Regions from separate parts of the Mus musculus genome. Here all the other regions are linked to region 4. A link is a contact called in public Hi-C, HiChIP or PLAC-seq and promoter capture Hi-C data. All regions are on one chromosome and are shown on one strand. Each heading gives the region's core, a stretch centred on a gene start, on an enhancer-like site or on the middle of the called end of the contact. The rest is flanking DNA. Distances are from core to core; before and after follow the strand shown.

Region 1 (6,118 bases), core at 3,196-5,695, 1.1 Mb before region 4:
TTATCGAGAGCTACCTGCCTCCACTTCCAAGTGCTGGGATTCGTATCATGTGCCACCAGCCACTGACCCATGCAAGTTTTTTTCCGTTAGCTAATACTAACATACAGTTTTATTCAGTCGGATTTACTTTCTCTTACTAGTCTCATACCTGCAAAAACTAGAAATGATGTTATCTTTTACGAGTATACCTGATCCTGTAAAGCACCCCCCTCTCAAGTCATACACTCACCATCTCAGCAGAGCTGGCATCGTCATTTGTGTTGCAGAAAAGATGGAAAAATTAATAGTTCTGTATACTTTCAAGTAGATTTTGTCACTGAAATCTTGTATATAATTCTCAGTTTTAATAGATCTGTGCATTCTTTCCTGTTAGGTTTTATATTGGGTTGATCTGCTCATTCAAGTGATAAAAACACATGAAGGTTTTACAATTAAAATGCTTTTTCCTCAGTTGACTCCAGAATAAATTTTAAGTATGTTAGCAAAAAGAATAGTTAAAATGTTTGATAGTTTTTTCTCAAATTTTAATGGGCACCTTGGTCAGCTGCTCTGTCTTCTTAAAATGCCTAAGTGATTAAGTAGGGTAGGCAATAACTGAAATTTTATAACTATCAGGTTTTAAAGAGAATAGCATTTTTGTTATGTTTTTTGAGACAGCTTTTCAATCTAGTTTAGGCTGTCCTAGAAACTTACTATATCACTGCTTCCTTCCATTGCAATCCAAAGGGTTGGGTTACACATGTACAAGTGTTGTGATGCTTGCGGAAAGAGTTAGCTATGCACAATTTCTTCTAGTGAGGATCAAAGTAACCTCCAAAAACAGTGCCCTAGAATACTGCAGATATTCTAAGCTTTATCCCAGCCATCTCCTGAGGGGGGTCTTTAAAAGTTTATTTGAACTATCATAGTGTTTGTTTTGTGTAGTTCTCTGTACTATAAATTACGTAATATCAAGTAATATTTTTTCACAGTAAAATTTTAAATAATCTGGTATTAATACCAGTACTGGTTGATTAACACAGCTTGAGCCAAAATAGATATCTGTATTTTTTTCAACTACCTTGAAGAAAATAAAATCGCACATACATATAAGTAGGCATCCACTGTTTATGCGGTTTGTGTATCCAACTTGGTATGCAGGTCTGTGACTACAGAATAAAGATTTTTATGTCAGAATGGTTGCAGGTTTTTCTGGTTTTAGTTCAGCTTTATCTGTTTGCATTTGAGAGCATGCCTTCATTAATTCAAAAATTTAACTTACCTTTTTTTATTTGCTTTTATTTTTGAGAGACTAGGTGTAATTTCCTTGCCCTTCCCTATGTGAGTCTTAAAAGTGACCAAGTTAAAAACAGTTAGAAATACCTGCAAAATAAATGATTAAAAACATGAATGAAGACATTTTTCTCAAGCAGTGTTTTTAAATTGTATGCCACATCACTTATTATTAGTTGCACTGATAGCCTTTATAAGAGTTGAATTGTGTAGTAGCCGAACCCTCCTTTTTTCCCTCTTTCTTTGTAAGGGGATGTTTTGCTCTGGCAGTCTTGGAACATCTTGCTATAGCAGTGTGACCTTGAACTCATAGAGATCCTCCTGTCTCTGCCATTGTGGGTGCTGGGACTAGAGGCATGCACCACCACTGCTAGAACCTTACCATTTTAAGTCTACTTCTCCCAGAGATTCATTCCATTGAAGTCCTTTCCTGTCCTTTTTTCCTCCCTGCTTCCTTCTGTCTCTCCTTGGCTTTATTTAGGCACCTGTCTGCCCTTGGAGCTCAGTTGTAGAACTCAGTATTTTGCCTCCACTTCCAAAATACTAAGAAACAAGTCAGACAATACTCAGATTCCCTTTTTTATTATTATTATGTATATGAATACACACCAGACTAGGGCATCAGACCCCATTACAGATGGTTTTGAGCCACCATGTGCTTGCTGGGGATTAAACTCATGACCTCTGAAAGAGCAGTCAGACCTCTAAACTGCTAGGCAATCTCTCTAGCCCACTCAGTTCCTTTTTGATAACAAAAGGAAAAATGAATAGTTCAACAGTTTTTTATTTTTTCCTGGCAGCTTTACATTGTTGGTAGTTGTACCCAATTATAGAAACTGAGGAAACATATTTTGATTTCTAGGCGATATTCTAAATAAAGGCAAATTTTTCATTGAAAGATATTTCTGTAGGAAATCATTAAGTTTCTGTGAGCAAAAGTGAATTCTGGTCATATGCAAATATTACTTACCTTGGAGTCATTGTTAGGAAAACCTGGCCTGATTGACTAGGTCCTGGCTTCTAGTGACTGCATTCCTAGTCTTGCCTTGCAGGCTCCTCTCCTAAGTGACCTAGTCAATCAGGCCAAGTCATTTCCTGCTTCACTCATTAGTTGCTACTGGGTTTTCTCATCTTCCTATTGCCAGGTTTTGAATAATGGGGAAAATAAATGCTACACTGCAGAAATTCTCACTATTCTTTGGCACTGTTTGGTCATTCTTAGGTTTTAGTGTTTCTAGACCCTCAATGCTATATTACATTGAAAAAATAGAAAATTATTTAGTATGTGCCTTTCAAATGTCTCAGATCTTATTCACATAGTTAGAAGTGTTGTGTGCCTTGATATTTCCGTGGGTGCCCGAGTGGGATACATTAGCTTCTCTTGGCACTCTATAAACATTGTCTGTCTATTTGATATTCATTGGTGGTTAATGTTTAATCACCTTTGCCCTTCCCTGGTGTCAGTCTTCCCATGTCATTTATGTAATATTTGTGTTTATATCCCTAAAAAGGAATATAGAAAACAGAAGTATCTGTAGTCTACTCAGTTCCTGTCCCCCCTCCCCTTTGAGGGTTTACTTTTACAAGAATCTATTGGAACACTGAGTGTAAATACAACTGCCATTTTTGTCCATTAGACAGTTCTCTTGCTCATAGCTTTCATTCATGAGTATTTTTTTTAAGATTTATTTATTTATTATATGTAAGTACACTGTAGTTGTCTTCAGACGCACCAGAAGAGGGCGTCAGATCTCATGGTTGTGAGCCGTCATGTGGTTGCTGGGATTTGAACTCAGGACTTTTGGAAGAGTAGTCAGTGGTCTTAACCACTGAGCCATCTCACCAGCCCCATTCATGAGTTTTATAACCTAGGTGAACTAAGATTTGTTGTAGGACAGTGAGATTTTTTTATATATATACCAGTACTCCACGAACATCTTTGCACAAAAATGTTTGTCGAAATTGCTTCTCTGTATAGTTTACAGCATTTGCCATTCTACCAAAAGATCGCAATTAATGTAGTTTGCAAATGGCTTTTAGTCTATGCTTGTTTAGCAAGTGTATTGAGCTTGTTCTGTACTGTCTACAATTTTCTGCCTTCTTCCCATATAAGTAAATGATTGAGGGTATAAGTAAATGATTGAGGGAAAACTACCCAAGGTTATGCTATGTCTCCTCCCAGTTGCCATTCCGCTGGCGGAAAAGACTAAAGTATCAAGATCTTAAGCATGAAAATAGTGAAGTCTGAGTTTATTGAAGCAGGGTTGAGAATGTTGGGAGAAAATGGAGATGGATGCTCTACTATTTAGAACGAGGCCTTCTGGGAAGTAGAAAAAAGGAAGTTTGACCCAGTGTATCTTAGTTTGACCTGTAATTTGCTAGGAATCCCAGTCCGATTTCAACTCACTGTCCTGCCCCATCTCCTCCTGAGTGTTATGATTTCAGATACAACACCATCCCGATGTATTTGTCTCTGTTGGGAGTAGAATCTAGTTCCTCGTGTGTGCTCCTTAAGCACATTAGCCGTTTTCTGGTTATTTGGGATTATGAATAATTTCTCTGTTGTTTTTTGCCCAAGTGAAATGTGTGGTGTGCTGTTGATAATTGTCTCTCCGATTAAGGAAAATCTGAGGGATGTAAAAATCAAGATAGGAAACATTCTTTGCTTTCTAGAAGCTTGCCATCTGGGAAGACTTTCAGACTCGGAACCTAGACTAATAGGATATTTCTCAGGTTCTGTTTACCCACCAATCGCTTTGGTTTATTGAGAGTACAAACAGTAAATTTTATCCGTTTTGAGGAACTGTTCAAATAAATACTGTGGAGAAATGGGAAGTGTTGGATTTAAAATGTCACTACAAAACAAGGCACGGTGTCCCCACACATGGAAACCAAATAAATAGGTTCAAGCCCATCCTTTCCTACAAGGTATGTTTGATACCGGCAGGGAACGCTCGAATCGCAGTCTCAACCAAAAACAAGGGAAAATGTCACTTGTAGACTGGAAGAACGCTAGACGCGCCTCAAACCCTAGAGAGGCCTCAGGTCGCGCACATCCTTACATCTATGCGAGTGGATTAGGCCAGCTCCAGCCCCCAGCCCTCGTGGCCTGCGCGCGCCACCGGAAGCTCCGTCCCCTCCCGGGTCTAGGGGCCAACGTCGCCGAGGCCGGAAGTTGCGACACCGGTGAGACCTCTAGGGCGGGGCCTAGGACGACCTGCTCCGTGGGCCGCGAGTATTCGTCGGAAACAAAACAGCGGCAGCTGAGGCGGAAACCTAGGCTGCGAGCCGGCCGCCCGGGCGCGGAGAGAGAAGGTGCGTGCCCAGGGTGTGCGGGGCGGAGGGTGTCTCTGCCGGTCGTGTTCACCGTCGCCTGCCTGCCGGGGGTCCGGGCGGGCCTGTGTCTCCGAGGGCCGCGCTGCGGGCGTCTCTAGGGATGAGGGGCGGGGTCCAGGCGGGCGGAGATCGAGGAACCCCGCGTGGGAAACGGGGTGAAGCCGGTTTCTCGGAACCCAGCCGGGGCCAGACTGAGAGCAGCCTTCTCCGAGCTTTGGTACCCCGGAAGTGCTGGCTTCCCCGGGCGGCCGGGAGCAGATGGCTGGCATCAGGGGTGGCCTCTCGATCAGAGTGGAGCTAGAGATAGAGGAAGCGCCCTAGGCTGGGTCGCCTTGAGCAACTGGTGAAACTCTGCGTCTGGTGCCCCGAGTGTGTCATAGTCCAGAAGTGAGTGAGTGGCACTCGGGGCTAACTTCTCAGTGTGTCTGTTGGCAGGCGAAGAGTCGTATGGCGCTTGTTCTTTCTTCAGAACTGTCACGATGCATGTGTCTGACGCTTGTAGGCGCCTTTAGTGTTTGCTAGTTCTTCCCTTTCACGTTTTCAAATGTGGCACTGCCGCGAACAGAGGCTCAGGCACATCCGCCTGGTAGTGGAGGACGGAGTGCATGAGACAATTGAGGTAACTTTTTACATAACTAGGAGAAATGAGAGTTCCAGTAACAGAAACGTAGAAGAAACGTGAGCAGGACAGGCGATCTGTTCAACTAACGCATAAGATTGACTGGGTTCAAGTTTGGAGAATGAGAGAGAAATAAGGAAGTTAGGCAGTGGTTTGGAAATAGTACTTTTGAAGTGACAGCGGGTGAAGATGGCCTGAGGTCAGAGCTGTAAACTGTAAACATGGGTCACTTAAGTAGATTTGCTGTTTGATGTTGGAGCAGAGAACTGGGTGGACACTTAGGGAACACAACAAAGAGCCAGGTAGAAGGAGGACAACGAGGCTGCTGAGGAGGACGAATGCAGAAACCACAATAGTGCAGTGTCACAGAAGCTGAGAAACACGGAAGCTTCAGGGAGCATTGTCAGCGATAGGAATGAAAGGCCTGGTGTTGTTTTAGAAGGATCTCTGTACCATTGTACCCTTGAAAGATGAGCGTGAACCACAAATACTAGTTTTAAATGTTCCCACAGACACTTTTTTAAAAAATTTTTTAGAGGTTTATTTATTTATTATATGTGAGTACATTGTAGCTGTCTTCAGACACCCCAGAATAGGGCATCAGATTTCATTACGGATGTTTGTGAGCCACAATGTGGTTGCTGGAATTTGAATTCAGGACCTTCAGAAGAGCAGTCAGTGCTCTTAACAGCTGAGCCATCTCTCCAGCCCCACAGACACATTTTTAAAGGTAACAAGAAGCAGTTGAAATTAGTCTTAATGATTTGTTAATCCAGTGTAGCTAACAGTTTCATTTTTAACAGGAAATCCGTGTCAAATTAACTTGTCCTCTCTAGATAGTTAGGAGGCTCTTCAGTGACCAGAAGCAACCCCTGACTACAGTATCCCCAG
Region 2 (6,541 bases), core at 542-3,041, 1.2 Mb before region 4:
AACCCTCATTCTTGCTTATAAAACTTACAGTGGCTTCTTCTAGGACTAGAAATGTCATCTCAAAATCATGGCTAAGGATCTCCCTTCTGAAATCAACTGCCATGCTGGGTATGGTGGTAAATCCTAGCACTCAAAAGGCTGAAGCCTGCCAGCCTGGTCTACAGAGTGAGTTCCAGGACAACCAGGACTACACAGAGAAACCCTGTCTCGAAAAACCAAAAAAAGAAAAAAGAAAGAAAAAAAAAAAAAAAAAAAAAGGCTGAAGCCTGGCTACTAAACTAACTACAAAAACCAGCCTAGAGGCTCCTGCACAAGGGAGGCAGAGGCAGGTGGATCTCTGTGAGTTCCAGGCCAGCCAGGGCTACACAGAGAAGCCCTGTCTCAAATATGTGTAACAACAAAACACTTCTAGACCCAGAGCTTCTTAAAGATTTTGCTGGTTTGTTGGTAAAATGCTCTTCTCATTTCATTAAGCTCTGATTCAAAATCACTAAACAGACAGCTTTTAGGAGGCTAAGCCCTCTGCACCTGCTCCTTATATATGAGAAATGGAAAAGGAGGTCTGTAAAAAGCTAAGAAAAATATTGTAACAATAAATTCACACCACCCTCAAAGACCTCTACAAACCCAATTATCCTTATAAAATGGACTCTCTCAGCTCTAGTCGAGCAAAGGTCTAGTAAGGACTCTAAAATTGACAACAATAGTCCCAACTTCATTTTCAAAAACAGTAAGACAACTACTGAGCTTCCTCCTGTGCCTCCTCTCTACAGAGGAAGAGAACCGGCAGCAACAGGAGGCAGAATTCCAGCACTTAGGCGCACAGTAGAGCCAGGCCCTACAGTGAGTCAAAACAACTCATTTTCTCTTGTCACTCAAACACTTAAAACAAAACAAACCAAGTCAAAAACTTGGGAAGACAGGAAAGGGGGTTTTGGGTCACTAACGTAACTACACTCCTAATTCTCCCTACCTTTGCCTCCTATTCCAAGAGCACAACCAAGTGTAAAGTCCTCCTTTCAGATATTCACTCCTCCCTTTCAGTAGCCAATCTATCCATCTGATCTTCAGATAAACAAGGCAAGGGAGTAACCAGGGGACCTTATTTTCACCTTAACCTCAGACGTGTCCAGTCAGCTCCCAAAAGGGAAACAAAAATCAAAACTTGTCACTACTAAGAAAAACAGAAAACCAACCTTCAAAAGAACAGCTGACCCTCACCACCACCAGGCCAAGCAAACAATATGCCACTCGGAGCAAACCCCCCCCCCCCAAACCTCGACGCCTCTCTCCAATCCAGGGTCCCTCACCCACCTTGCTCCCGGACACCACCACCACAACCCAAGGGGTGGCAGCGGAGACGAAGAACAAAGAAGGCCCCCCAAATTTCACACAAACCCGCACATCCCGGAGCCGAATCCATTGTTTATGCCACCCCACCCCCACTCGAGCCGCACCCGTCCCCCCTTCCTCCTAGGAGCGACTGGAGGGAGCCCCGGGACCAGCACTCGCCCGGGGCTGGGCCAAGGCGCCCCCGCCCTCTCCGCCGCGGCCCACAGAGCCCACCCGGAGCAGTTCGGCCAAGGCAAGGCGGTGTGGGGGACGCGGATTGCCGACAGGACCCGGGCTGCTCTAGGGCCCCGGCGGATCCATCCTCAGCTCCATCTCCGCCCCCTCCTCCTCTGCTGCCTCCCAGGCTTCCTCCTCTCTTGTTGTCAGTTGGAATCAGCTGATCAGAGTGAACTTCTCCCAGCTCAGACCAACAGGAAGGCATGAACAGCGCAGCCCAGCTAGGGAGGAGCGGCCAGGGGCGGAGCGCGACGACGGGGAGCGGGAAGGGCGCTTGCGGCCTTTTGGGAGTTGTAGTTTTGGGGGGATTGTCGTTCTGCCCTACAGCCCTGAAATACAAGCTCCACATGACTACAATTCCCGATGGAAGCATCGTCGTTGCGAATAGGCGGGACAGACAAGCCTGAAAGCATTTCGGGACTTAGAGTCTCGGCCGGGGCTGAGGTTTTTGCAGGTTGCAGCGACTAGTTTAGGGCAGTGGCCCGGGAAGGAGTATTGTAAATTAAACAAAAGATATGATGTTCTATATAACCAGGAAATGGCACGGCACATTATTATTGTACATCTTTCCTTCAGAAATGCTCAAAGTGGAAAAATACCAGTAAACATTGAGAGGATATTACTATGCTTGAGGCTGTTTTGTTTTCCCTTCAAAGTTAATCAACTGTTAATTTTGTTCCAGCCTTATTCCTTTTCTGCCTTTTTCCATACATAGACATCATAACTTCTAATTTTTATATTGTGCAGAATAGTTACAGTACACACTCCAATAAAATTTAAGATAACAGTGTCTGTAATACTATTGTCTGATTTTTTTAATAATAGCTTTATATTTGTTTAGTACTTTCACTTTTTTCTCATTTATTTCTTGAGACAATATTGAGAGAAAATACAATGCATGGAAAAGATACTGGTCTGTAATGCCTAGGAAAACTAACTACATAGGTTGGTAGGGTAAATCACTCAGTCCTTCCATAAAATAAAGGAATTTTGCTGTGTAATTTCTGATGGCTCTGCCAATCTTAACATATGATTTTTATCTTGATAATGGTTAACCTGAGAGAGAAAACTAAGGTTAGGTTACTTGCCAAGGTACACAGCAAATTATTGACAACACTGGATAAGACCTCATCTTCTGATTCAAGAGGACACTCATAGATCTCAGGACATAATTAGATCAATAGTTAAGCCAAATCTACAAAATAGTGAATGAGCTATGTATACGGATTATATTGCTGAAAATTAACTCTTCATGACACAGAGCCAACAGCGGCAAACCTGGATGAACTTTTTATTTTTTTACCTGTACCACATCACCAACCAGGATAATAAGAACTAAGCCATCTACAATCACATTAAAAAGTGTTTACCAGAAATAAGATGGTGTATGGAGAAGAAGGGATTTTATAAAAGTTAAGCTAACAAGTTTTAAATAAGCCTGAGGTTGGTTGGCATGACAAAGGTTTTATCCCTAAGACTGCCTCTGTGGCTGTGTGTAGCTTTGCCAGATTATTTCATAACCTTGCTTATAAAGTAAATATATTGGTCTATGTGTGTCCCTCAAAAGAGATTGGCTGTCTGGCATACACAAGGCCCTGGGTTTGAGCCCCAGCACCATAAAAAATGGGGGTTTGATAGGAACAAACATTTAGCATTTTAAGTTTTATTTTGTGTGTGTGCATATGGGTGCTGGTACATATGCACATGAGTCAAGGGTGTGTTTAGGCCAGAGGTCAATCTTAGGCATTATTCCTTAAGAGCCATCCACCTTGTCTTGTTAGTTTTGGTTGGTTGGTTGGCTGGTTGGCTGGTTGGTTTGGGGTGTTTGTTTATTTGTTTGAGATCTCACTTAGCCTAGATGTTACCGAGATGGCTAGACTGTCTGGCCAGTGAGCCCCAAAGATCCTGTTTCTGTTACCCAGCACTGGAGTTATAAAAGTAAGTTACCATGCCTGGAATATGAAAGAATAGAACCAATAGAATACATACTTATTAAAATGGAGAGTTATTAGATTGGTGTCTTAGGGTTACTGCTGTGATGAAAGACCATGATCAAAAAGCAAGTTTGGCAGGAAAGGGCTTACACTTCTACACTGTAGTCTGTCACTAAAAGAAGCCAGAACAAGAACTCAAAAGGGTAGGAACTTGGAAAATTCAGATGCCATGGAGGGGTGCTGCTTACTGGCTTGCTCTCCTGTGACATCCTCAGTCTACTTTCTTATAGAACCCAGGACCACCAGCCCAGGGGTGGCACAACCCACAATGGGTTGGGCCCTCCCCATCAATCACTAAGAAAAATGCCTTATTGCCAGATCTTATACAGGCATTTTCTCAAGTGAAGCTCTGATGACTTCAATATGTGACAAGATGACATTAAACTTACCAGTACAACTGACTTGCACAATATAATATAATACAACAGTGGCTGCTTTTATACTGGAGAGGCTGAGAGGCCAGGAGCTTGTTCAATTCATGAGGCCAGATACCTCAGTAGTCCTAATCTGGCATTGAAGGCCTGGGGGATTTCTGGAAAAGCCATTGGTCTTCAGTGAGTATTGGAAGACCTAAAGAAACTAAAATCTTTCGGCAAAGAATGGCAGCAGCAGTGGAAAGAGAGCAAACCCCCAATGATGAAGTTGCCAGCACGAGGAAGGCAAGCAGAGGAAGGCAAGCAGAGGAAGGCAAGCAGGGACACAGCAGGAGACAGCAGGAATTATCTGGGCTCCCCCTGGGCATTGCTAGCTCTTTCAGAGTGAGTGTCCGACTTCAGTGAAAGTGTCAAGAAGCCCCCTCACAGCCCAGTGTAATGAACTGCACCTCCTCAAGCCTAGCACTCAAAAGGCAGAGATGGAGCCGGGGGCATGGTGGCGCAGCCTTTAATCCCAGCACTCGGGAGGCAAAGGCAGGTGGATTTCTGAGTTCGAGACCAGCCTAGTCTACAAAGTGATTTTCAGGACAGCCAGAGCTATACACAGAAACCCTGCCCCCACCCCCAAAAAAGGGCAGAGATGGGCAGATCTCTGTAAGTTCAAGGCCAGCCTAGTCTGTTGATGGAGTTTCAGGTTAGTCAGAGGCACACAGTGAGACTGTGTCTCAGAGCAGAGGGGGGCAGAAGGAGGAGGCATAATGACAACCTTCCCTCACAGGTACAGAACCAGTCAAGTTGACAACTAAGCGTAACCCTCATAGCAAGGATTTTATGTGAATTTAGAGGTTTTAACTTAGGCACCCAACCTCCAATCCCACATTAAATGGTAACTTTAAGAAAAAAATTTAAGGGCTGGTGAGATGGTTCACTGACTACTCTTCCAAAGATCCTGAGTTCAATTCCCAGCAACCACATGGTGGCTCACAACCATCCGTGATGAGATCTGATGCCCTCTTCTCGTGTGTCTGAAGTCAACTACAGTGTACTTATATATAACAATAAATAAATCTTTTAAAAAAGAAAAAAATTTAAAACCGTGGGAAATAGATCCCTCCAGGGAGGACAATTAAGGTGCAGAAGAAAGATGTTTTCCTTTATATTCTGTGTATGCATGTGTGCCTGGGTGCATGCATGTGTGCCTGGGGGTATGCATGTGTGCCTAGGTGAATGCATGTGTGCCTGGGGGTATGCATGTGTGCCTGGGTGTATGCATGTGTGCCTGGGTGTATGCATGTGTGCCTGGGTGCATGCATGTGCGCTACCACCTGCATGCATCCCACAGATGTCTGAGGGCATGAGAGCCTCTGCAACTGTGGTCAGTTGTGAGGGCTGTGTTAGTCCTGAGAATGTGGGTCCTCAGCAATAGCCAGGAGTGCTCTTAAGAGGCTGAGCCATCTCTCCAACCCCAAGAAAGATGGTGGCATTTTATTTTGCGTGGCTTTTCTGTGGAAGAGGAACCCAGAGCCCTTGAACCCTTTCGCTGCAGAAACACAATGTCATAAACAACAGGGTGTGGGGACTAATTTTGCTTCTTATATTGGCTACTTGGGTCTCTCAGATCTTTTTATATTTTCAGTGGTTTAGCTCTCTTACACTCTTTCCCTCCCCCCTTGGTATTTTGTTTTGTTTTCTTTGGTGTTTTTTTTGTTTTGTTTTTTTGTTTGTTTGTTTTTCGAGACAGGGTTTCTCTGTATAGTCCTGGCTGTCCTGGAATTCACTCTGTAGACCAGGCTGGCCTTGGAACTCAGAAATCCACCTGCCTCTGCCTCCCAAGGGTTGTGATTAAAGGTGTGCGCCACCACCGCCCGGCCCCAACCCCCCCCCCTTGGTATTTTTATTGGAACATTGTCCATGAACGCAATACTGAGTCATCGTTCCAGAGAGGATTCACTGTTGGGTTTTTGGTTTTTTTTTCTCCCTCAGGAAGAAATACTTTAAATTCACTGTGTCCAGATATAGAGTTCCAACCAGGTCCTGGGTTTTTCTTCTGTCCCATTTGCTCCATGAGGCCCAAAAAAGCCAAGCTAGCAGTCACACACCTTAGATCCCAGCACACGGAAGAAATAATTAATGATGATGATGATGATGATAGTTACCTACAACAAGATATACAAACCAGTTTGAAAGCCGGACGTGGTGGCACAAGCCTTTAATCCCAGCACTTGGGAAGCAGAGGCAGGTGGATTTCTGAGGTCGAGGCCAGCCTGGTCTACAGAGTGAGTTCCAGAACAGCCAGGACTATATAGAGAAACCCTGTTTCGAAAAAGAAAAAAAAAAAAAAACAAAGAAAAAAAAAACAGTTTAAATGTTTGTAGACTTTAAATCGTATGTATATGAATGTTTGCCTGCGTGCACCTATGTGCATCATGTGCTCATGTCTTTGGGATCCCCTGGACCTGAGGTTATGGACAGCTGTGTGGCTGTAGTTGATTAATCCGCTTTATCTTCCCAGCCGGTTGCTGCAGCCTGAGTTCCTGGCTACCTGAGCATATGTTGTAGATTCCCAAATGAAAGACGAGCTCTTGTAGCCTTCTATTTTGATGT
Region 3 (6,338 bases), core at 964-3,463, 1.1 Mb after region 4:
TCCTCCAAAGCACAGCATTGCTGTAAGTCAGAATTCCCTCCACTTGCCTGGAATCAGTATTACGCCTTCATCTCTTCATGCCATCCCTTTGCAATACAAATAGCTCAGGGTGATTCAAAATCTACTCAGATACCTGGACACATCCTATCAAATGTACAGAAGTTGCATCATACACTTGAATGGAAACCATAGTGTAACTGTCTGACTAGTCTTCTTAGTTTCCCTCTGCATGGCTCCCAGACACATCATGTTTCATAAACTAAAACAATCGAAAAGACTTGGAAAAGACCTGTCATAGCTTGATGTTGGGTTTCAAGAAAAGTACATTAGCTATAGTTACGGAACACTTGTGTCCTACACTTATATGTGCCCCAAGTATATAACATCTTATTTCACTCACTCCCTACATCAGGATAGGCAGGCACTATTAGTATTTCCACTTTACAGATGGGGATCAGAACCAAGAGCTAAGTGATTTGCTTAGGTAACATAGCTAATATGTGGCTGAGTGCCAGGGTCTGTGGACTCTGTTGCAATACTCCCTCATAGAATGTTTTGATAAAGTTCTCATCTTTTAAAAAATATTTACTTATTTATTTATTTAGAGACAGGGTCTTACTATGTGGCTAGTCTGGAACTCTACATAGATCAGGCTGGCCTGGAACTCACAGAGATCCATCTGCCTCTTCCTCCTGAGTGCTGGGATTAAAGGTGGGTGCGGCCAGGTGCAGCAAAGTTCCCATTTTTTGAGGAAGCTGGTAGGAGAGAGAGCTAGGTTCGGTACTTTTTGTTTAGCTCAAGCCTCGCTGAGTAGTGATTTCCATCAGCTCTAAAGGGATCCCACAGAGACAATTTGTCATAGCCACCATCATATTGGCCCTTCATTTACCTATTGTCAGGCTAACTGCTTTGGCCTGAAAGCTGTAAGAAACTATCAGGCTTCCCTTATCACTGTGGTAATGTTTCAGTATGATTCCCTACTACCCAGTGTATATAGACATCAAGTGAAGTGATGACGAAAAACCAACTATAAAGGGCTCCAGGAGAGAAAGGGTGGACCCAGAGGAAAGAGGTCTCAAACGGGGACTGTCCCAGTCTAGAGATGCTGGGGTGTGCTGATCTTCACAGACACTTACAGCATATGCCAATCTACTTCTTTTTACTTTCTCCTCTCAACACCAGCTTGGGTTATTTAAAAATCCCCCCAGCCCGCCCCCGCACACACTCCCTTTCAGTAGAACGTAGAACTTACACCCTCCATTTATTTCACAGATCTTAGAAATCCCAGAGCTGATGAAAACACACCAGAGCATTTCTGTATGACTCTACCAATTCTTTAAACCCATTCCCTTGGAGTTATGAGGTGGAGAGAGAGGTGGGGTACACCCTTGCCCAGGTCAGCATGGATGCGATACTAATTAACAATCAATAGAGGCAGACTCCTATCCTAGCTACACCACTCATATCTGAGGGGTTCAGACAAGCCAGTGAGACTCTAGAGACTCGGTTTTCTCATCCGTAAAATGGGGATATAAGCCTCTATCTCGAGGGTTACCCGATAATACATGAGGAAAAGTGAAAGCTCGTTGCAGAGCTAGGTTCATAACGACTGCCCGTTCACTCACCCATCCCCAGAATTGACCAAATCTCCATTTTCCTAGCACCTCCTCTTGGACATCGTTTCTAGACTCCTCCACCACCACCTCCGGTTGCTTTCCAGGCAACCCCCACTTTCCTAAATTTTGCAGATAGTTTTACTCGGGTGCTACATCCCACTCCAAATTCTCCTACCTGACGATCCAGTACTACTGCAGCAGTATCAGCAGCATCCGCAAACCAGCTCTCCCTAGGCCAGCTCCGGTCCCAAGTCCACCTGGGCCACTTGTTCCCGCCCCCTCCCTCAGCCCAGCTCCAGGATTGGGTTGTTTTTGTCAGTCCTCGTTCTGATTGGCTACGCTGGCTCAGTTCGAGCAGGCGATAGGGAGTGAACTCCTTTGCTGCCAATCAGCAGTTGCCGCCGCCTGAGCCTCTTCCTGCTACGCCGCTCACGCGGTAAACCCTTCTGTCGAGCGTGGCGGAACTCTGAGTTTGGAGTCAGTCTTTTAGGGGTGGGGAAAACGCAGAGAGAAAAAGGAGCCAAGAAACCTTCTGGTGACAGCCTGGGTTGGCTCTGGTGTCTGAGCGCGCCGTGGTGACGCCATCCGTCAGCGCCCGCAGCCGAGCGTTGTTCGCGCCGCTGGCGGGCGCCTGCGCAGTGGCTCTTAGCGGGCGGTTGCTTGTTGGTTGTTGTAGTAACGGGGGAAGCAGCCTTCGGCGGCTGCGTTGATTCGGGCTGGGGAAGGAGGAGGGAGGTGAAGCAGAGCGTGGTCCCCGCCTGCCGGCCCCGAGCCGTGAGAAGATGAGACAGGTAAACGCCTGCGCCGGCGCGCTCCGGGGAGGTGCGCTCCAGGGTTAGGCGGGCGCCGCTGCGCTTCCCTCCGAGCTCCGGAGCAGCTGTTGGCTTCCGGGCGTGCTGGGCAGAAGCGCTGCGGCAGAGTCGCCGCGTCCTTGCCTGCGGAGCTGCCTGGGGTTGGGGTGTGCTGGGCTGGAGCTGGCGGCTGGTCCCTGTAGGGGCAAGGACTTCCTGAGCATTTATCTCGTTCTACTCTTCAGGGAGCCGAGGAAAGGTGGGCATCCCTGAAGGTTTTAACTTAAAAGACTCTCAAGCATTTTTGGGTAAGGTCGAGAAGTTCCTTTAGGAATCACCCGAAAAGAATCATTGAGGTTGTTTGGTATTACTCATTTCTGCTGAAGATGTGTAGGGTCGGGGTTAGTCACTGTTGCTGCTTGCTGCAGTTGCTTTGTTTTTGAGAGTCTTATTGTATAAGTCAATGCACAGACCAGCAAAAGCTTGGAGAATTGCCACGAATTGATTATCTTTGAGTAGTGACATTAAGGTTAAGCGTTTTCCCTAAACGTTTCTATTTTCTCTATAACGAACATGAAACTTTTTCTCTATGGAAAGTGTTTGAAGTTAGAAGCCTGGGAATTGGAGATTTCCTAATTTTATGTGTCTACTTGATATCCGGATTAAAATGTGTGATTAAAAAAAAAAGTACCAATAATTAGAGTATTTGACTTCCCCTTTCCCCGGCCATTTATGTGATCCCTGCTGAGGAGAAATATTTTCACCACCCTTTTATTAATAGTTCGGGTGATTTGGTTTTCCTAGAAACATAACAGCTTATTCTGTTTGCTTGTGGTAGAGTCTGTATAAATATTGGCAAGGGTTTTGAACCTTGGATTTTTATTTTGATCCTGGTCAGATTTGTTTAGCAAAGAATTTTCTAAACATAGGCTTATCAACTGTCCACATCAGTGCCCTAAAGCCTCTCCTTTGGTGCTTGCTCTTTTATTATATAAAACGACTCAAATTCAGTAACAGCTTTTTAGATACAGCAGAGACAGTATCTGTTTGAAAAAAATTTTGTGTCATACCCTTTTAATCCCAGCAGAGGCAGGCAGATCTCTGAGCTCTAGGCCAGCCTGGTCTACAAGTGAGTTCCAGGACAACCAGGGCTACACAAAGAAACCTTGTCTTGAAAAACAAAAACAAACAAACACAGAAAAAAAATTCTTGATTTTTGTGATATGTGAGGTGCACTGTGGCAGAAGGTAAGCTTCTAGAGACTGGAAAATACTCAGGAATATATTTCTTTTCATCTTAAAGATCATGCAAAAAATCCTGAAGTATGCAACTGCATTGTCTTTGAAGTCCTTTGACTTTCTTACAGGAGTCTGTGCCATCCAAATTGTTTGATCCAGTGAGACTGCAAGGAAGAAAGGTCTCTGAGGCCTCTGTGTGCTGACTGTATGACAGACCCCAAAGGAGATGCCAGTTGTGATGGCCCGGGACCTGGAGGAGACAGCATCGTCCTCAGAGGACGAGGACCTGGCCAACCAAGAGTGAGTGACAGTCAGCCCGCCCTTAAGGGGGGGGTTCCTTTATTCACCTCCAGGTTTCCTTCTTTGTGTTGCCTGGCCCTAGCTTCCATCTGTGTTTGGAGTCAAGATCATATTATTCACTTCCCATCCTTTTTCAGAAATTCGAAGGGTGGGCTTATGTTTCTAGGCCTCTAAGTCAATATCACCTTTAGATGTTCTAAAGTTCAGATAGGAACTCAGGTGAACTTGGTTCCCCACCCCCTTCTGCTTTGTTTTTGAGGTGGGGGTCTCTCATTTCTGTTGCCATACCTCCCACCACATCTGGCGCGCTCTCTCTCTCTCTCCCTCCCTCTCTCTCTCTCTCTGTGTGCACATTTTAAAACAGACTCGCCTGCTTGAGTTTATGTGCAGCATGGGCATGCAGGTTCCTGAGGAGGCCAGGGTACATGGAATTCCTTGGAGCTTCAGTTACAGAGTTTGTGGCAGCTTGATGGAGTGCTGGGAAATGAACCTGGCTCCTCTGCAGGAGCAGGAAGCTCTCATAACTGTTGAGCCATCCTTCTAGTCCCTGCAGTTGGCTTTGTTGTGGGTTTTGGGGGATTGAACATGGGGCATCAGGCTTCCAAGCAAGTACATTTACCTGATGCACCATCTCCTGGCTCTAATAGGTGAACTGAGTGCAGTACGGATGTGGAAGTCAGAGGACAACTTTCTGGAATCTGTTCTCTCCTTCCATCATGTGGGTCCTGGGAATTGAACTTGGGTCAGGTTTGGCGACAAGCACCTTATCCGCTGAGTCATCTTGTCAGCCTTGTGTCTTGACCATAGCTTCTAGTAATTGAAAAATTGGAGATTTTGAAAATTTTAGAGATTGGTGAAACGTTAAGTTCTTAGGCTCTGACCTTGACTCTATAAGTTTTCTCTGAAGCATTTACAGCTGTAGAACGGTGATGATATGAAGGGCAGGCCACACACAGCAGAACCTCTGTGAAGATGCTCCGATGAGAATACTAGAGCTCTGTAGCCTGTGCCGTGTTCATTGAACCACAAGGGCTCTCTGTAAGTTCTTTCAGGTTAAGGGTCAAGGTCATTCATTGACTGTTGGGTCCTCATAATGAAAATGATTAACAGGGCCAACTGTAGCTTCTAGAGATGGTAGAGTAGATCATTTAATATGCACACTGAGAGATTTTAATTTAAAAATATTATTTCCACCTTATTAGACTCACAAATATCAAAGAATCTCCACTTTACAGAGAAGAGATGGATTGTGATTCTAATTTAGCTCTCAGTTTTGAGGACTTTTACCTCTCATAATTTTACTCGATATGGAAGAGAAAAGCTGATAGGCTTATCTAATTTATTTATATATAACTCTAAGCTCTCATATATGTATACTGCACTTTCATCCTCTCCTTCCACTCCCTCTCCTCAAATTCATAGCTTCTTTTTAAAAAAATTATCTTTACATAAATGTACACACACTCACACACACACAAATACACAAATAAATATAATCTTGAGGCCAGGGTGACCTGAAGCTCACTAGGTAACCCAGGCTGGCCTCAGATGCGTAGCAGTCCTCCTGCCTCAGCTTCCTAGTGCTTGAGATTTTAGGCGTGAATAAGTCACTTTTCTTAGCTTAAGCCGTTTCTCAGTCCCTTAGAATACACACTCTAGAACCCGAGTAGCTCCCAGCCTATTTTGAAAGGGTGTGATTAGGTTCAAACTATAATACACATGAAAGTACTTGATAAAGTTATGAAGCATGGTATAAATGTAAGGCATTGTTCTTAGTAGCTAATGCGGTCATGGTAGACTGTATAAGGTAGAAGATTATATTAACAATATTTGAGAAATAGTTACAGCATTAAGTTTCCAGGAAAGGCTTATCATTGTTAGTTCACAGCACATAATGACTTGACAGTGTATTGGGGTCACTGTTTTCAGATAATTAGATGGGTAATTCCCTCTGGTTCCTCTGCTTCATGCGACATCTTACTTCAGTCTACTTCCTTTTACTCATTTTAGAAAGTATTTAATGCCAACCAGGGTTGTTCTTTTACTCTTGTTTTTCCTTTTTTCTTAATTTTTTAAAATCTCTGCGTAGTGGCTTAGATGATGAACACAGATAATACAATATAACTGACTGTTGCTTATATTTATAATTGAGAAATGCTAATTATCTAGTAGATTTCCCAACCCTCATCTAAATTCATGGAGTTTTTGCATACTTCTGTGGATTTTTCGCGATTACTCTTGTCTTGTCAGCTCATGGACAGGTCTGTCATACACTGGCTTTCTACTCTGGGAAGCTGACTCAGGGTTTCTGACACTGAGGTGAAACATCAAGACCCAAAGCAACACCAGGAAAAAAGACTTCATTTTAGCTTCCATGTCCAGGTCCCAGTCCA
Region 4 (6,354 bases), core at 3,251-5,750:
GCCACACCTCTGGCCCCCTTTACCTGACTATTTATTTATTTATTTATTTATTTATTTATTTTGGTTTTTCAAGACAGGGTTTCTCTGTGTAGCCCTGGCTGTCCTGGAACTCACTCTGTAGACCAGGCTGGCCTCAAACTCAGAAATCCGCCTGCCTCTGCCTCCCAAGTGCTGGGATTAAAGGCATGCGCCACCACCACCTGGCTTTACCTGACTCTTTAACTGGCATTTGAACCCTGTGGTCACGCCTAGCGTGTAGGGGTGACCAAAACCCAGGCTTGTTCACACTCCTGCGACAGTTCCAGTTATGGGTACTTGACCGTGGATTTCTTTTCCTCTCCAGTAAAATTACTAAGCTAAGGGTTACATAGTTGCTAGAAATATTATACTTGTAAACACTACTTATGTTGATAAAATACTGGTAGGAAAAAGAATAATTCAAGCCCCTGACAAGGTAGGTTAATGATACTCTAAGGCTCATCACCTGGGCTTGAAGTCTTACCAGCTCAGCTTTCCACTGTGTAGCCTCAAGGCAAGATACTTAACATCTGGGCTGCCCTAGGGGTAGTGGGCCAGCGTATCTACAGATTTCAGATACTTATCTGGAACGTGGTGGTGCCATTGAAGTTGTAGGTTATAATTACCATCACTCTGGATTCGGTCCATGAGCTAAAGTACCTGCTCCTGGGTGGGTAAGCAAAGCTCCTCTCGCACCAAAGCTACGCCTCTCCTTAAATATACTTCATAGACAGAAATAACGTTTGCAACCCACAGTCCAGACACTTGCTGTCTGGAAAGGAGAATGGAGAGAGAGTAGACAAATCACAAGCAGGGACCACACTGCCTGCTACGTAGTTACCACATTAGCTCAGAAACATTCAGTAAAACTAGAAAGGATAAAGTGAAAATGTGAATGCACTTGACGTTCTCTACCGGGGCTTGCCCTCAGGCTGGAAGGTGCTCTTCAAATTCCCTCTAAGGCCACAAGGCTGGTGTATGGAGGTCAGTAAACAGCACTTTACAATCCCCATCTCGCAACTGGCCTGCACAGCACGCGCTCAGTACCCTGTGTGAGAAGCATCATACACCAGCCCCTGAGTTGAAAATCCATGTTCACGTGAACTTCAGAGCCCAGCTCCACCCTGCTTCTTCAAAGCTGGGTCACATGATCTCACAGGATGGGGGGTGAGGGTGGGGGGAAGGGTACTTACAGTTCCTTTGTGCAGGTTTTTCTCCTGCCTCCCCCCCCCCCCCCACAAGAGGTTCCCGGACTTCAAAAGTCAATAGAACATACTCCTCAGTTCCCACTGCAAACATTGCATAAGCAGCTCACTTGGTTCGATTTTACACTTAAGGCGATCCCAGCCCAGAAGGTGGGCATAGAATGGAATGTAAAATCTTTCACCTGGGTGCCTACATTTTTACATTATATTTTCTAATTCAAGGAAATTCAAGCCGGGCATGGTGGTGCACGCCTTTAATCCCAGCAGAGGCAGGCAGATTTCTGAGTTCAAGGCCAGCCTGGTCTACAGACGTTCCAGGACAGCCAGGGCTATACAGAGAAACCCTGTCTCAAAAAAACCAAACAAAACAAAACAACAAAAAAGGAAAATCAAAAATCAGTCATGGCGCACACACATGCATACACACACACACACACATGCACGTACACCCCTGCTTTTCTTTAAGTTCTCTCTAGGCCCGAGAGCTGGCTTAGCAAGTAAAGGGCCTCACTACCAAGGCTGAGAACCTGAGTTCAATTTCCCGGGAAAAACTGACTTCTGAAGGCTGCCCTCTGACCTCCACATGTCTGCTGCACACATGTGGGTCCTCCTATATACATACACACAGATAGATAGATAGAGACAGAGAGAGAGATAGACAGATACAACATGAAAATACAAGTTCTTCCAAGGTGTATAATCTGTCAAAAAAAGCCAGGCATGAACATGAACACGAACATGGCCAAAGTAGAGGCAGGCAAATCTTTGTGAGTTCAGCCTGGTCTACAAAGGTGTCTCAAACCAAACAAAATCCACCACCATTACCACCAAAATAATGAAGTTCAGCAGGACAGTGAGGAGGGGGCCCCTTTAATCCCACCTCTCAAGAGGCAGAGGCAGGCAGATCTCTGAGTTTGAGGCTGCCTGGTCCACACAGATCAAGTTCTAGGACAGCTAGGGCTCTGTTGCATAGAGAAATCCTGTCTCAAAACAAAACAAACCAGTCCAAGTGGCTCCTAGGGACTTATCAGCTATCAACTTATCAACTCCTTATAAGTCCTAGGGACTTATCAACTTATCAACTCCTGCTGATTAGCTGTAGGGTCTTAGACAAGTTGGTCTGTGTGCTTTAGTTTCCTTCTCTGTAAAACAGATGGTGAAGAATAAGTTAATAAAATGAATACAGTGCCTTCATCCCAGACTCGGTCCTCAATAAAGGAGTAGGGGGTAATATCACTGTGGATAAAGTGAAAACCTGAGTTCAATTCCCAGAAGCCACATAAAAACGCCACTTATGGTGGCACGCACACGCACGCGCGCGCGCGCGCGCACACACACGCACACACACACACACACACACACACACACACGCAATCCTGACCCTGGGAGGTCTACTACGTCTCAAAAGAAGTGGGCTGTGCTCTTGAGGATGACACTTGAGAGGTTGGACTCCGGCTACCACATGCTTGGGTACACATGAATACACACACATGAGAAATAAAATGAAAATTTAAGAAGTTTAACAGAAGGGAAAAACAGGTACTTCAAAGAAACAGCCACTCTGAGCTAGCCTCCAGGTTTAGTGAACGGCATCTGTGAACTATTGATAGGCAGTGGCCCTTATTATTTAATCCAGTTCCACATGCCCACCGTTGCTTTTGCTTTAACAGAACTTTTAATATCATATTAGAGGTAATATGAATTCCCTTGTTTCCTTTTTCAGTGAGTATTTATTATTTACTATCATCCCATAGTACTGGATACTGGCTACAAAGAAGCATATTTAGCTTGGTTCCTCACTCAGCAGTGTGACTACAGAAGGCTTTAATCCACCTCCCACTCCCACCTCTACCTCCTTAGTTAGGGGTGTGTGTGTGTCTGCCTGGGAGTGCAGGTAGGTAGCTGAGAAGGCCCAGAGTTGGGGTATAAGCAGGTATAACCTGATGTGGGAATTGAACTCTAACCCTCCGGAATAGTAGTTCCCCTTAACCACTAAGCCATCTCTCCAGTCCTAATAACTCTTTAACTTACTGCTTCATTATGGTCTGTTTCCCCCTGCTCAAATATTTTACAAAATCAGTTTGTCTTTCGACCATCACTGCTGCCTTTTCCACCCCGGGCCCCTGCACTGCTCCCACAACTAAGTGTACAGGCTTGACTGGACAAACTCAGAATTTCTACCCTCTATTATATTTTCCAATAAAGAGTCCAGGGGCAGCGTTGGGAGGGAGGCATCACATGATGTCACTAGAAATACGAATTTTATAGGAGACAAGGATCAAGAATCATGAAATTCATTAGAACAATGGAAACCCTACTTTGTAAATGAATGTTATGAGAAGGAGAACTAGCTTTTGTCTCGTTAGTGGGGGTGGGGTGGGGAGGGGAGGTGGATGGTACTTCTAAGACCAGAGCAGGATTGACAGGGATTTGGAAGGCCAAACTGGGCTACAGAGTGAGGCTGCCTCAGCCCGCTCCCAACCAAACTTCAAACGAACAAAGGGAGAAAGGCCAGTGACGATACAAGGCATAAATCAAAATAAGTCCCGTGCCTATTCCTTCAATCCGTGTTGGATGCAGACCTGCTGTCTATCCTATTGTTTTATTTTTTGCTTTTATTTGTTTACTTTTTTCAGACAGGGTTCAATAAATCCAGGCTAGTCTTAAATTCGCAATCCTCCTCCGTCCATTGAAATCTCAAAGCCCTTGAGCGCTGCAATATATGCCCGCTTGATGTTCACCCAAGAAACTTTAGTGAACTTCAGCACACGGTTCGCCTTGTGAGTGTTTTAGATTATCCCAAAACACGAAATGCAAGGAGAAACAAAGTTGTGCGGAGGGGTTAAGTTTCATCAAGACTAGTACCTTCGGTCCCAACCTAGTCAATTCCACGTTCCAGCAACCCGCCCAATCCACCCCCGGGGGTCTCCTCGAGTGGGCTCAGGGCTCACCGCAGTCCTTGAAGTGCAGGGGCTCCGCCTGGCTGGCAGCGACCAGCGCCAGCAGCAGGATCGTGGCGGCCAGAAAACGCATCGTGGATATGAAAGCTCTGCAATCTAGGAAGGAAAAGCAGCCCGAGCAGTCACAAGATAAACTTGTCCCGGACCGAGGGTGGAGCCAGATCAGGCCACTTGTGAGCAGTAACCAGCGAAGGCCCGCCCGCGCCCCGCCCTGGGCTCCGGGGCCGCCTGGCCTGCAGCTCGCCCTTTATCTCCGCCCATCTCTTCCGCTTCCAGGCAGGGCCTACGGAGAACTCGCTCTTTGCGTTCGCCCCGCTCTATTGGTACCGACCCACTTCGGCAAGTGGAAGCGTTCTCTGTCAATCAAAGCCCTCTTATCTCGCTATACCCAATAGGCACGCTTGGGGGCGGAGGCTCGATGCAGCCCCGCCCCCTTCTCCCCTCCTCCGGAAGCCCAGGCTAGGCGGGGATTTGGACCATGCTAGGGGCGGAGCTTGCGGAGTAAGATGGCGGCCTCCAGGGCCTTGTCCCTAACTGCCGAGGCGGTCAGGGCTGTCATTCCTAGGCGCTCGGGAAGGTATCGAGGGTGGAACGTCACTTAGGAAGGGTGTTGGGTTCTGCGTCTTCAGGATAGATGGGAGGCTAAATCTCACGCGGGGTGGGGTGTGGGGTGAAGGCTTGGCAGTTCAGAAGAAAGTGTCCCCAGATTTGGGTACGAGGTGTCCATAGAGGGTCATCTGGTGCCATTTCCCGGGTTCGTCTCCCTTCTTTACATCGCAGGCTCCTCGCCGTCTTTCCCAGGCTTTTGACCCGCTGGGAAACAACATCTTCCATTCCAGAGGCTGGCGAGGGACAGATCCGCCTCACAGACAGCTGCGTCCAGGTAGGAGGTCGGACGCGGGGCGGCGGTGCCCAGGAGGGCTCTAGAAGACTTCCTAGTCACCCGTCCCGTTATCTCCGCTTGCTTGGCATTCTTGATCCTCTTTCCTGAATTTCAGAGGCTTCTGGAAATCACCGAAGGGTCAGAATTCCTCAGGCTGCAAGTAGAGGGAGGTGGATGCTCCGGATTCCAATACAAATTTTCACTGGATACAGTTATTAACCCCGACGACAGGCAAGGAGGACGGATGGGTCGCTAGAGGCTGTATCAGAGGATAAAAGTGGCCCCAATTTATTCCAAACTTCCAAGCGTCTAAGTCTGCTTAACACTACCACCCTCTCCGTTCTGTGAGGATACAGCAAAGATTTGTCCTCTTGTTTAAAAATAAGGAAGAACATTGACTTAGCGTCCGTTAGGTAGTCAAGTTGAGAAAGGCTGAACTAGGGCTGGAGAGATGGCTCAGCGGTTAAGAGCACTGGCTGCTCTTTCACAGGACCTAAGTTCAGTTTCCAGCAACCACATAGTGGCTCACAACTATCTGTAGTGAGATTTGATGCCTTCTTCTGGTGTGTCTGGGGAGAGCAACGGTATACTCACATAAAATAAATGAATAAATAAGTGTTTAAAATATATATATACACCAAGGTTCCACCCTAAGAAAAAGGCTGGACTAGTTTCAGTCCGAGCCCTTAAATAATCCTTCTGTTTTTTTTTACGTTGAATCTTTCTGCTTCAGTCCGTTCCGTCCCAGCTAGAAGTCCTAAGCAGTGTTCCATGCATTGGAGAACAAGATGTACACCTCTGGGCTCAGGGTGTTGTGTGGGTGTTTGTGGTATTTGTCATTCATGCTTTCCTCTTGTCTTTTCAGGGTATTTGAACAGGGTGGGGCAAGAGTGGTGGTTGACTCTGATAGCTTGGCCTTCGTTAAGGGAGCCCAGGTGGACTTCAGCCAAGAACTGATCCGAAGCTCATTCCAAGTGTTGAATAACCCTCAAGCCCAGCAAGGCTGCTCCTGTGGGTCATCCTTCTCTGTCAAAGTCTGACACAATGACGGATGACCCTGAGATTGCCACCACTGCACCAGTGTGAACAACCTAGAATAGTAGAATTCTAGAGGTTTCTTTCTCATCATGTCCGGCTCTCATCTTATTTAATTTAATCCAGAAGTGTCTTATTCTACCACTGTAAATTATGGAATGTGAAGCTTTTAACTCTTGGCCGAAATACTCTCCCCTCCCCCAGTACAATGTCAAGGCCACATCCAAAGGCTGTTACCTCACCTGTAATCACT

Evidence for each region. Promoter capture Hi-C pulls out the DNA fragments that hold promoters and counts their contacts. Hi-C and Micro-C count contacts between places; a contact is called where the count stands out from the background. HiChIP or PLAC-seq counts read pairs in DNA pulled down with a chosen protein or histone mark.
Region 1: a contact with region 4 is called in a Hi-C map of CD8 T cells, with 4 times the contacts expected there. The contact joins the promoter of Psen1 here to the promoter of Npc2 in region 4. A contact is called at or near these places in 1 of 39 promoter capture datasets (pre-B cells) and 2 of 484 Hi-C or Micro-C datasets (CD4 T cells and CD8 T cells).
Region 2: an HNF4G HiChIP or PLAC-seq map of pancreatic cancer cells shows a contact between it and region 4. The contact joins the promoter of Zfyve1 here to the promoter of Npc2 in region 4. A contact is called at or near these places in 1 of 484 Hi-C or Micro-C datasets (CD4 T cells), 1 of 115 datasets of contacts at active chromatin or transcription factors (pancreatic cancer cells) and 1 of 9 other capture datasets (liver).
Region 3: a contact with region 4 is called in a promoter capture Hi-C map of neutrophils, with 2.6 times the contacts expected there. The contact joins the promoter of Erg28 here to the promoter of Npc2 in region 4. A contact is called at or near these places in 5 of 39 promoter capture datasets (hippocampal neurons, liver, neutrophils and 1 more), 2 of 484 Hi-C or Micro-C datasets (CD4 T cells and regulatory T cells) and 2 of 9 other capture datasets (adipose tissue and liver).

Annotation. Positions count from the first base shown.
Region 1 is chr12:83,683,707-83,689,824 of GRCm38.p6, forward strand. Psen1 (presenilin 1) reads left to right here and starts at 4,446. Exons shown (of 12, transcript NM_001362271.1): 1 at 4,446-4,587.
Region 2 is chr12:83,595,431-83,601,971 of GRCm38.p6, forward strand. Zfyve1 (zinc finger, FYVE domain containing 1) reads right to left here and starts at 1,792. Exons shown (of 12, transcript NM_183154.4): 1 at 1,567-1,792.
Region 3 is chr12:85,822,680-85,829,017 of GRCm38.p6, forward strand. Erg28 (ergosterol biosynthesis 28) reads right to left here and starts at 2,214. Exons shown (of 5, transcript NM_021446.3): 1 at 1,792-2,214. It overlaps Ttll5 (tubulin tyrosine ligase-like family, member 5), which reads left to right and starts at 2,241. Exons shown (of 34, transcript NM_001081423.3): 1 at 2,241-2,407; 2 at 3,774-3,945. The coding sequence starts at 3,872.
Region 4 is chr12:84,768,612-84,774,965 of GRCm38.p6, forward strand. It overlaps Npc2 (NPC intracellular cholesterol transporter 2), which reads right to left and starts at 4,501. Exons shown (of 4, transcript NM_023409.4): 1 at 4,175-4,501. The coding sequence starts at 4,256. Isca2 (iron-sulfur cluster assembly 2) reads left to right here and starts at 4,659. Exons shown (of 4, transcript NM_028863.1): 1 at 4,659-4,760; 2 at 4,964-5,066; 3 at 5,182-5,297; 4 at 5,932-6,354. The coding sequence starts at 4,690. The coding sequence ends at 6,106.